3 separate regions of the Mus musculus genome follow, and regions 1 and 3 are each linked to region 2. Evidence: chromatin contacts called from public promoter capture Hi-C data. All regions are on one chromosome and are shown on one strand. The core of a region is the stretch at or near the end of the contact, and the rest is flanking DNA. Distances in the headings are between cores, read along the strand shown. Region 1 holds the start of Prdx2 (peroxiredoxin 2). Region 2 holds the start of Rpl18a (ribosomal protein L18A). Region 3 holds the start of Tnpo2 (transportin 2 (importin 3, karyopherin beta 2b)).

Region 1 (3,724 bases), core at 14-2,513, about 14 Mb after region 2:
ACTGACCTACAGTTTTACAAGACCCTTTCCTTTCCTTTCCTTTCCTTTCCTTTCCTTTCCTTTCCTTTCCTTTCCTTTCCTTTCTTTCCTTCCTTCCTTAAAAACAAAACAAAACAACAGAGCCTCATGTACCCCAAGCTGGCCTCCAAGTCCTTGGGTAGCCAAAGATGTCTTTGAATTTCAGGTCCCTACTCCTCCCAAATGCTAGGATTGTAGGTGTGTACGGGTACAGTGGATTATGCAGCGCTGGGGAAGGATCAAAACTTCGGACATGCTGGGCCAGTGCTCCACCAACTGAGTACCAAATGCAATCCCAACCCTTCATCAGAATTCTTCACTGATACTTCCTCATGTAGATGAACTCACAAAGGCTGGTGCCCCACACCCTTCCTCAGCAGATCTTTGCCAAATGGCATCCCCTTTCCCTATTCTTCCCTTAGGCCTTTTGCTGTTCCCTTTTCACTGTCTCACAGTCCCTGTGACTTTAACTGTGCTAGTCATTCCAGCTGTGTTGGTTCTTACCACCTCAAGCTGACTGGCCAGTTTCTTTCTCTGCCTCCACCCTTCTAGCACTATGTTAATAGGTTGTTTATTAGACAGGCAGTGTTTAATATAATTATCAGATGACCAAGGAAGCTGCGGGGCAAGAAGTTGAGAACAAAAGGTAGTACGGTTGGGGCATGGCTGTAAATTTTCAATAAAGTGAAACGGAACAAAATAAAACAAAACAATAACTCACAGACGAGAAATCACACTCAGAGAAAAAGTGCCCAGTTCCTTGAGACCCAGCCTGCACTGAGCTGGGCAGGGATCTGAAGTCAGCCAGAGAGGGTCTGTTTGTAGGGCCTTGGCCAAGTGAGGCCTTCGGGGGTTGGGGTGGGGAGGACACCTTTTCATAGCGTAACTCCCGTCCACCTGCTAGTTTACCCTTTTGTCGCTGCAGCGTCAGCAGCTCCCAGGTATCACCTTCACCGTGCGGGCCAAAGTATTGGTAGTCTGGGTCGATCTGAGTAGGGGACACCAGACCTAGGAGCACTAGGGGAGTCAGCAACGGAGCCAAGTGGCTCCGGGCCATGCCCGGATTCCAACCGACCCCAACGCGCCCCGTGGCCGAGGCTCGCGAGGAGCCCACAGCACAGACAATCTTGGCGTCCGAAAGGGCACACCCCACCCAACCCTTGTGAAAGCGTGTGGACCGGGCCACGCGGCGCCTTCCCCTCACCCCCCCGGCAGCCGCAATGGATCCGACCGCGGCGCTGTCCCGCCCACCTCCCCGCGCACTGCCTGGTGTGGTTTGGGCCACGCATAAAAGGTTCTCCGGCCTAGGGCTCTCTCGGTTTTGAGATCTCTTTCCTGTCTCTACCCGTGTCTGGACGTCCGTGTGTCCGGCTCTTGCTCACGCAGGTATGAAAACCCAGAATGCACACGAATGGGAGGAGCCCCACTAGTGTGGTGCAGGCCTCATCACGACCTCTATGCTTGGAGGTCTTTGTTTTCCATGTTCAATGGTGGCCGCTTTGTCCTTGCCCGGGAAACCAAGGCCCGAGCCCTGGCTTGCAGGCTGGATCACCGAGCTCGGCAGTCCATCGCTCTTAGCTTAGCCGTCCTATTCTGGAACTAGGAGCTCACTTCCCCCTCCACCCGCACTCGGTCTGACTCCATAATTTGGGTAGCAGCGGTGACCCATCATTCGTTCCCTGTTTAGGGGGGCGGGTATTCAGAGGCCTTGCAGACTTTATACTGGGAGGGTGAATATGAGCGCTCCTTCCACCTCTCTCGGTTTTACTATCTAGACTTAGCACCAAAAGTGACCTTGGAAAGGCAAGACAAAGGATCTTCTAAGGCTCTAAAGACCAAGCTTGTGTGGGTCTCTGATTTCAGTCATGGCCTCCGGCAACGCGCAAATCGGAAAGTCGGCTCCTGACTTCACGGCCACAGCGGTGGTGGATGGTGCCTTCAAGGAAATCAAGCTTTCGGACTACAGAGGTGAGGCTGAGCGGAGTGGGAGCAGGTGGGGTCAGGGTCTACATGTGAAAGAAGTTAGCACTGACTTCCCTTCCGTTCTCCTCTTCCCTAGGGAAGTACGTGGTCCTCTTTTTCTACCCACTGGACTTCACTTTTGTTTGCCCCACGGAGATCATCGCTTTTAGCGACCATGCTGAGGACTTCCGAAAGCTAGGCTGCGAGGTGCTGGGAGTGTCTGTGGACTCTCAGTTCACCCACCTGGCGTGGTAAGGGGCTGCAGGAGGAGGGTTGCAGGGGTCTTGAGGTAGGTGGTGAAGTGGGAGGTGCAGAGAGGATGAAGGACCGCCCAAATTATAGGGACAAACTGTGTCTTCCCGTTTTTCATCTTATAAAGAATGGAAACAATGACACCCAAGCCCACACGAAGATGATAGTAATTAGCATTTGGCACCTTGTTGGAAGGTACCTGCCAAAGGAGTCTCAGTTCTCTGGAGACAGGCTGCCTTGCTGTATTTTGCTATTCTCAATAATGATGGGTTGTGCTCCATACCAGAGCTAGATGGTGATGGGAAGAATCCCCCTGTGTGCGCGCACACACAAGTCTTTCAGAACTAGAAGTCAATAATTCCAGGGCTCATTCTTGCAAGGCAAGTGCCCTGCCTCTGAGCTCCATGTCTGCTGTTGGCTAATCACTTTCATACGGGGTCTCTACTGCAAGTTGCTGGAGCCCACGGGCACAAGTGAAGCCATTTGAAGAGGATGCTTTATCTGGAGCCATTCTCCTCCCAGCTGCACTGCCATCCCACTGGGTGGGGTGGGTGGAGCACCCCGGCCTTGCTTTAAGTCCTTTATCTCCTGTCTCCAGCACTCCCACTCCAGCCCTTATCACTCTGGAGGCCCATGGGGGAGACTTCTACTATCCTGGGCATCCTAAGGCACCAACCATGTCTCTCTCACCTTCAGGATCAATACCCCACGGAAGGAGGGAGGCTTGGGCCCCCTGAATATCCCTCTGCTTGCTGACGTGACTAAAAGCTTGTCCCAGAATTACGGCGTGTTGAAAAATGATGAGGGCATTGCTTACAGGTACAGCAGGGACCTCAGCCCAGCTCCAGGAGCCCCCTCCTCAAAGCTAAAGGGACCACTGTGTCTGGTGGGGGTGTGTGTGGGAGTGTCCCCTTCCTGTTCTGGCAGCAGGTGGTCTCCCAGATCCTCACTGTGGGCCCTCATGTCTTCAGGGGTCTCTTTATCATCGATGCCAAGGGTGTCCTTCGCCAGATCACAGTCAATGACCTACCTGTGGGACGCTCTGTAGACGAGGCTCTCCGCCTAGTCCAGGCCTTTCAGTATACAGACGAGCATGGGGAAGGTGAGTATTCACAAATGGAAAGGCTGCCTCAGCTCTGCCCAGCATGAATGAATTGTCTGCTCCAGCATCTTTGTGGGATAAACATTAAAGTCCCATGCCAGGGCTGAAGAGATGGCTCAGCAGGTAAAAGCACTGGCTGCTCTTTCCGAGGACCGGGGCTGGATTCTTAGCATCTACATGGTGGCTCATAATCATCTATAATTCCAGTCTCGGGGAATCTGATGCTCTCTCCTGACCTCTTCCTGCACCAGGCGTGCACATGGTACACAGATAAACATGTATACAAGATGAACTGGAGAGTTGGCTCAGTGGTTAAGGGCACTTGTTCTTGCAAAAGAGCAAATTCTAGCCCTATCACCCAAGTCTATGCTCACCACATCCTGGGGTACC
Region 2 (3,770 bases), core at 676-3,175:
GGAAGCAATCAGTGTCCAGAGACTGTCCGTGTGCAACCACCCCCTGCAGCCCTGCGTCAGCCCCACACTCGGGGTCACTCACGTGGAACTGCTTGACAGCTGGCCGGCGGCACTTGCCAGCTGCAATCTCTTCCACCTTCATGATCTGGATGGAGTGGGCACGGGCACGGTGTCGGGCACCCATGTCTCGGTCTGTGGAAAGAAAAGAAAATCAGCCCCAGCCACCCAGAATGCCCCCACATTCTGTAGAGCCTACTGATTCACTCTGGGGGGCACTGCACAGCCCCCCAAAGGCGACGAAGCCCCTTTGCTGTGTGCACCACTATTTAAACAGCCGCTACAGGCAGCGACAGTTCTTGGGTTGGGTGCCAGAAATTGGCAGAGGGTTGGAGACTCACAGCACTGTGTGACTGCACCAGCAGTGGTCAGGTCCCTGTACTCCCGATACATGTTGTGTGTGCCACTGCGGGAGTCATAGCGCAGCCAGATGCCAAAGTTCTTCACACGCAGGGGTGACTTCTCAAACACCTGTGGGGAGTAGGGAGGACATGAGGAGTGCTGCCCTGGCTCTGATGGTACCCAGCGACCGGCATCCTGTGGGGCCCCAGACCTCACCTGTCCGCAGTACACAATTTCCCCGGATGACTTCTTCATCTTCTTCAGCTGTGACACAAAGTACCAGAAGCGGGACTTGGCCACCACATGGTTGGGTGCAAAGATTCGCATACGGTACAGTGGTGGTGTGTGGCATTTTGGGGTTGGCAAGCAGCGCCCCACCACCTTGTACTCCCGAAGCTGAAAGACATGTCAGGAGAGAAAGTTGTCTATGTGGGGGAGGGGTGTGGAGGCAGAGCCGGCCTGAGATTCAGTCCTCCCACAGGCAGGGGTGTCCAAAGTGGGCTCATACACTCGAGCCCAGTGTGAGGCAAGTCAGAAGGCTTGTGCTCCGCTACGAAGCTGCCTCAGGGTCTACATGTGGCAGGCTGCTCTGCTCTCCCTGAAACTCCAGGCCAAGATGGCAAAGGTGGCTCACGTCTTTAATCCCAGAGCAGGAAAAAGGCCATTTGTTCTACAGAGAAACTGTCTCTGGATTGGGACTAATTGACGATTCCAGACTAGCTTTTCACCAAGAGTCCGAAGGATTGTGTCCAACACACCGGGGCCAGTATGAGATCCGGCACCCTAGGCTACCGTCAGCCAGCCTTTAGAACTAGCTAAGGATGATTCTAGCGACGCTCTGCTTCGATTTCAAGTGCCGAGATAAGTGGCAGCAGGCTCGGTGTAGCCAGCGCTGGGGACAGGCCGCAAGCTTACCAAATGCTCTCTAAACCTAAGGCGGGCCGCGTGTCCACTCCAGTCTAAATAGACCAGGTTAGCTTTAAACCTCATAAGAGACTAAAACAAGCCAGCCGGGCGTGGTGTCACACGCCTTTAATCCCAGCACTCAGGAGGCAGAGGCAGGCGGATTTCTGAGTTCGAGGCCAGCTTGGTCTACAGAGTGAGTTCCAGGACAGCCAGGGCTACAGAGAAAACCCTGTCTCGAAGGAAAAAAAGACTAAAAGAACCACGGGGCTAGATTTGGCAACGAAAAGGAGTGTAACGCTGATATACACGAAAAGGCGGAGGGCCTTCCGGTGCACCCCGATCTAACCCGCTCCGTCCTCGGCCGCCCAGCACGCGGCGGCCGCCATGTTGGCCGCAAGGAGGCTGTGGGCGAGGAGAGCTGCCCGTAACCGCTGAGGGACCCTCGCGACGAACGCACCACCACCCCGGAGGACACAGCCAACCCGAGCGGCCCTGCCGCCAACGCCGCACCTTTTGCCCCGCCGCGGCCTCCTTACCGTGCCCGAGGCCTTCATGGCACTGCGCACTCGTTCACCGCCAGTCACAAAAGGAAGTGTTGTCTTTCGCGCAGGCTCTCACCATGGTCTCTGACGGAAGTCCCGCCCTCCTGATGCGGTGCTTCCATTGGGTACAGCTAGTAGCGGTCTAAGTTCTTGGCTTTTTTATTGGGTACCGATCAGCTACGTATAAGTCCCGCCTCTCTTCACGGAGACTACAGTTCCCAGAGAGCAGCGCGACGGGCCTTTGCAAGTTTCTCCCGGGACGCCCCATCGTCGTGCGCGAGGGATCCTGGGAGTCTACGCGTAATCGTGGTTCCTAGTTAGATTCCGGATTTTTAGTTCTCTCTGTCTCTCTCTTTTTTCATCTTTTTCTTCCCACTTTCTACATCATCCTTCTGTGTATCTACCCATCTATGACCCATCATCCATCTTTTTTATTTGCTTGCACCACCTTCGTGTCTGGTGCCTCGGAGGCCCGCAGAGGGCGTCAGTTCCTCAGTGCTGGAGTTAAAAGTTGTGAGGTGAATGCTGGGAATCGATCCCTGTATGTGCTCTTAGCTACTGCTGTTCTCTCTCCAGCCCCATCTATCTTTTTCTCTGTCATTAGTTTGGTTTGTTTGTTTGTTTTTTACTGTTTATTGAGATAATGTAGCCCAAACTAGCCTGTAACTCACTGTAATTCTCCTGCCTCTTCCTAGTTCTTGGGATGCTGGAGTGTGCCACCTGCCAGCCCACGTAACTATTTTCTTTATAGAATTGTATCAGAGCTGTGTCACTCTGTCTTAACTTTGTCATTTTCCTGGCCAGGTCCTGTACCTGAAGGCGACAATATCCGCCGTGTGTTTCCGCTAATGGCCACTAGGTGGCGAGCGCGTTTTTTGGCTCAGCCGCAACGCAATGCAATGCTGGGATGTGTGCTTCTAGGTCCCCCATTTCCATTGTGCTCAGGCGCATTCAAGTGTGATCCCTCAGTTTCCCCAGCCGCATTAACACTCCCCGTCCCATAAGATAGTTGTAAGATTTAGAAATTGGGCGTGGTGTTGCATGCCTGAGGTCTTACAAATGGGAGAGTGAGCCAGGAGGCTCAGGAAAGATGGCCTTGGCTACACAGAAAGATCTCATCTTACAGCCTTCCCACCCCAAAATAAACAGCTTAATAACATGTCGGTGTGCAATGGGCAGGCTAGGACACAGTCCACCTCTGCTGGAACACATTGCTCCAACCTGTGTTCTGGAGGCTGCTGAAGTGGGGTAGATACATTCTGTAAGATGCAGGACAGATGCTGGGGTGCAAGCTGTGCCCTGAGAGGGCACAGGGAAAGGAATGGAGAAACAGCTGTGTGAGGAAAAAGTTGGTATCCACAGGCCCAGCCTTAACCTTGGTCTGGGCTTTGATGTAAATTCAGAGTTTACAAGACCCTCAGCTGGGTGAACAGGACAGGTGCTGGCGGTTCAGTTTCACTTCCTGCTTTGCAGATGCCCCCCTTGGCCTCTCCTGAGTGGCGACAGGCTCTAGCCTTAACAGACCTCCTCTCCAAATGGCTCCTCTCCTAGGGGCTATGAAGAATCCCAGCAGGGCCACCTGTTGGTAAGACCTCAGGTTTCTGTCACAACAGCCCTGTCACCACAGGCTAGTGAGTATTCTGGACTTTGAGGTCCACTGACTGGCTTGTCCCCTGTGCCTTTGTTCTTCTGCAGTACACCTGTTAATCTGGGATCTCAGGCCACCTGCTTTTATCCCTCAGTCCCTAGGCAGAGATGTCCCTGCCTTAGTAACTTCAGTCCTGTGCCTTGCAGAACTAGGCAGGATATTGTAACCAGTCCTCAGACCCTAAAATGCCTTCAGACCCTAAACTACCTAGTACCCTGGGTTTCCCTTGTCTGCAACAGGCCTTACACTCTGAGGAGGAACAGACCCAGACATCT
Region 3 (3,778 bases), core at 1,072-3,571, about 14 Mb after region 2:
ACCCGGACCAGCCCATCTTCACGAATAAAAACTTGAGTTTTAGCTGGGCGTAGTGGCGCACGCCTTTAATCCCAGCACTCGGGAGGCAGAGGCAGGCGGATTTCTGAGTTCGAGGCCAGCCTGGTCTACAAAGTGAGTTCCAGGACAGCCAGGGCTACACAGAGAAACCCTGTCTCGAACCCCCCCCCCCCCCCGCCCCAAATTGAGATTTAGATACAGGGCATCTTGGGATTTGTAGTTTCAAGCCTCACCGGAGCGTGAGAAGTAGTGTGAGAAAGCTCTGCGCATGCGTAGGGTGGCTATCCACACGTGTCGTTAAAGGGTTTCTGTTTATATTGAGTCGCTAGTCCGTTGCGGAAGTTTCCCTTGATTTTCTCAACAGAGGCTTGCAATATTTCAATTCTTGCTTTTTCATGACTGAAGGTTGCTGGGACTGATCGTGCCAATGGGGAGTGGGCTAAGTTGTTTTCAAGTTGAGGCATTCCCATAGACCTGTCCCTCACCTGAAGGTCAAAACAAAGAAACCACAGCAAAACCTATCAAAGGCCTCGGTAGTACTTTGGGATTCGAATCATGGTTACTTTAGTAAATATTGGTTTAAGCAGGGCGAGAAGAAAACGAACCTGCAGTCAACTGGGGAGCTGTGCTTAGAGCTACATTTTCAAATAATTTATGATTTGAATCATTATTGCTCAATAAGCTTAAGGTCAGGTAAGCATAATTTGGATGGATCATCTCTAACGGAGCAAATTATGCTATATCCACTGAGATAGAGGTGCGGCTGAAGAGTGAATCCCTTATCGGCGGTAGGACTAGGAGGGGATGGAGACGGGAAGGGGGTAGAAGAAAGCACCAGGGTCTCCAATTCTATAATGGTGTACGGCTGAAAAGGAAAAACTACTGAATTCAAACGGCAGAAGCATTCATGACCTGGCTCTTGCCTAAATTGCTCTGGGCAATCCTCATCTCACTTTTAAGGTAGGTTAAGGGATTAGGTCTTCTGATCGAATTTAGCTGCCTTGTTTTATTTTAGAAGTTATTGCCAGGGGCTGAATAAGATGACTCAGCGATTAAGTGCACTTGTTGCTTTGCTACAGGACCCTGGTTTTGAGTGCCAGCAATCGTATATGGCAGCTCACAACTGTCTTGTAGCTCTAGTTCCAGGAGATTCAACACCTGACTGTCTCGTCAGAAACGTGATGCAGACATAAATGCAGGCAAAACAAACATAAATCCGGTGGCGCATGCCTTGAATCCCAGCACTTGGGAGGCAGAGGCTGGCGGATTCTCAGTTCGAGGACAGCCTGGACTACAGATTGAGTTCCAGGACAGCCAGAGCTACACAGAGAAACCCTGTCACGAAAAACAGAACAAAAAATGGCCACGTGTTATTTTTCAGTCCCATGTAAAAAGTGTTTAAACAGCATTGAACAATAACAGGACAGTTGCTCTAGTAAAATCCAGCACCGCCAGCTGCCTGCCCTGCTCTTTACGTCGGTGTAGTGCTGTTTAGGGGAGCGAAAGAGAAAGTTACATTTTAACCCCCTCCCCCAGTTTCTCTGTGTAGCCTTGGCTGTCCTGGAACCAGTTCCATAGATCAGGGAGTGCTGGGGTTAAAGGGGTGCGCCGCCACTGCCCGGCTTCATTTTAACTTATTTTTGATCAAAGGGTTTTGTGATGTAGCTTTCCTGGCACCAGAGGGGTCTACTGTTGCCTTATTCCCTATCCCTGCCCTCCCTCCCTCCCAATCCAGTTCTGAGGCACGCCGGACTGCGGAACAGTTTAAATTTTAGGGAGTTGTAGTAAGGACACGGTTAGCTGTAGTTGAAGGATTCCTAGGTCCATTACACACCGAAAACACCCATGCACTACTAAATTTCTAGCTCCAGCAAAATCTGCAACTCAGTGGGGCTGGGGCCAGTTAAGAGTACTGTGGGCTCTCGTAGAGGACCCAGGTTTGATTTCAGCATCCACATGGCTCACCACCACCAGCTTCACAGGCATCCAATGCAATCTTCTGATCCCCACGGCACTGCGCGCACATGGTTCAGACAAAAATACCAATATACGTTAAAGAAGAAAGAAGAAAGCTGCAGTAAGGAAAAGGAAACGAGACGCTGGGAGGACCTAATGGCAAGAGAGGCCTAGAGGCGGTACTTATTCTCTCACGTGACTCAACTTGGCCAGGGCCACTCTGTGCCAGATCACGTGTGAGTGCTTCGCTCTCCGATTGGCTTTGGTAGGCCAGTTTGAACGGCGTACGGAAGCCGAAATTGTTCATTTCGGCCGCGTTTAATTTTTTTTTTTTTTTTTTTTTTTTAATTCCCTGCCTCTGGCTCCCTCCTTCCGCGCGAGCCTCTGGAGAAGCTGCAGCACTTAGGCGCCGCCGCTGCCTCCCGGGGCCTGGTAGGTGGGCCTCGCTCGGCCGGGGCCCCTTGGCTTCAGCTCGCCTCGAACCTCCCTGGGTTCTGGGCCTGCGCCGCGCGCCGCCCAGGCGTCGGGGTCGCGCCCGGCTGAGAGGCGGGGTACCGGGTTGGGCCAGCTCTCGAGGCCGGCAGAACGGGCCGGGCGGGGGAGGGGGAGCTGATCTGATCTCAAGGGGTGGGGCCTCGGCGCCCGGGCAGGTTCGGGTGCCACGAGATGCGGGCCAGTGGGGCGGCTGGGGTCGGGCTGGAGGGGCGCTGATTGGGGGAATCGTCGGGGGACGTCGCGTGGATCGGGTGTGTGTGGGGATCTGTTTCGGCGGGGCTTGGTTGGGTCTGATTCGGGGGAGACAGCCTTGAAAGTTGAGAGGGGAAGGTTGTTTAGTCCTAATAGGGAGGGGCGTCAGACTTGAGACCAGAGGGCTTTGCTGAGTCTGGCTGCGAGGCGGTGGTGGGATCCGTTGAGGGTAGCGCACCGGGCGGGTGTTTGTGCGGGACTCTGTAAGGGAAGCTGCAGGGATTGGACGGATGGGGTCTCCGACGTGAAGTGATCGGGGGTGAGGGGGTGGGAGGGGGCTTAGGGGAATTTGATTGGGGGAGCTGCCAGAGGTCCGTCAGCATTAATTCCTGCTGACTGGGGCGGAGGGTAAGAGCTAGAGAAGCTTGGCCAGATCTGATTGGGGGCAGGCAGCGGGCATTGGGGGCTTTGGTCGTGGGTTGGGTGATTCTGACTGGCTCTCATTCAAAGAGACATTGGAAACCTATCGGGTATTGCTTGTATTCTGGTTAAGGAGGGTCACAGGGCCGCGTCTAGGTCAGAAAGGGGGCCATGTGGCGTCTACTGAGCTTGTAGAGCCGGTTTAGAAGAGGGAGCAGGGATGAGCAAGATCTGGGCGCTTAGGGACCTAGAGGAGCTCAGAAATCTAGGAGGCGGCTGGCATCTAGTGGAGCTGGAAGGCTGGATTTTGGGGAAGGGAATCCTCGTGGACTGAGCCTTCACCTGAAAGACCGCTGGGGCGGGGCCCCTCGCCCTGGAGGGAGGCGGAAGCCGTGAGGCCCGTAACCGGGGGCGGCGGTGGCGTGGATCGCTTTGGAAAGAGGGTTCCTCGTTAGGCTCGATGTGGATCCGTCGCGCCCCCGCCGCTGGTCCTGATGGCCCGCTTTTATATTCCCCCCACTCGCACTCCCGAGCCCGCGACTGCGTGGCCGAGGATGGCTTAGCTGGCGGGGACCCCGCACTTGGACAGGCGCGGATTGGAGGCCTCCGCTTCTCGGCGGAGAGCGCTTGCGTCTGCATGCAGCCGCCTCTGCCTCGGGGACTCAACTTGGGTCTCACACAGAACTCCAGCGACCCA

The links. Promoter capture Hi-C pulls out the DNA fragments that hold promoters and counts their contacts.
Region 1: a promoter capture Hi-C map of cranial neural crest shows a contact between it and region 2. The contact joins the promoter of Prdx2 here to the promoter of Rpl18a in region 2.
Region 3: a contact with region 2 is called in a promoter capture Hi-C map of cranial neural crest. The contact joins the promoter of Tnpo2 here to the promoter of Rpl18a in region 2. A contact is called at or near these places in 2 of 39 promoter capture datasets (cranial neural crest and maxillary cranial neural crest).

The regions. Positions count from the first base shown.
Region 1 is chr8:84,968,359-84,972,082 of GRCm38.p6, forward strand. Prdx2 (peroxiredoxin 2) reads left to right here and starts at 1,264. Exons shown (of 6, transcript NM_011563.6): 1 at 1,264-1,404; 2 at 1,882-1,986; 3 at 2,078-2,231; 4 at 2,929-3,051; 5 at 3,204-3,334. The coding sequence starts at 1,884. It also overlaps a transcript of Rnaseh2a not described here.
Region 2 is chr8:70,895,518-70,899,287 of GRCm38.p6, forward strand. It overlaps Rpl18a (ribosomal protein L18A), which reads right to left and starts at 1,926. Exons shown (of 5, transcript NM_029751.4): 1 at 1,842-1,926; 2 at 616-795; 3 at 399-528; 4 at 83-192. The coding sequence starts at 1,859. It overlaps Mir7067 (microRNA 7067), which reads right to left and starts at 53; the gene lies at 1-53. It overlaps Snora68 (small nucleolar RNA, H/ACA box 68), which reads right to left and starts at 339; the gene lies at 242-339.
Region 3 is chr8:85,034,572-85,038,349 of GRCm38.p6, forward strand. Tnpo2 (transportin 2 (importin 3, karyopherin beta 2b)) reads left to right here and starts at 2,322. Exons shown (of 25, transcript NM_001364032.1): 1 at 2,322-2,406; 2 at 3,764-3,778.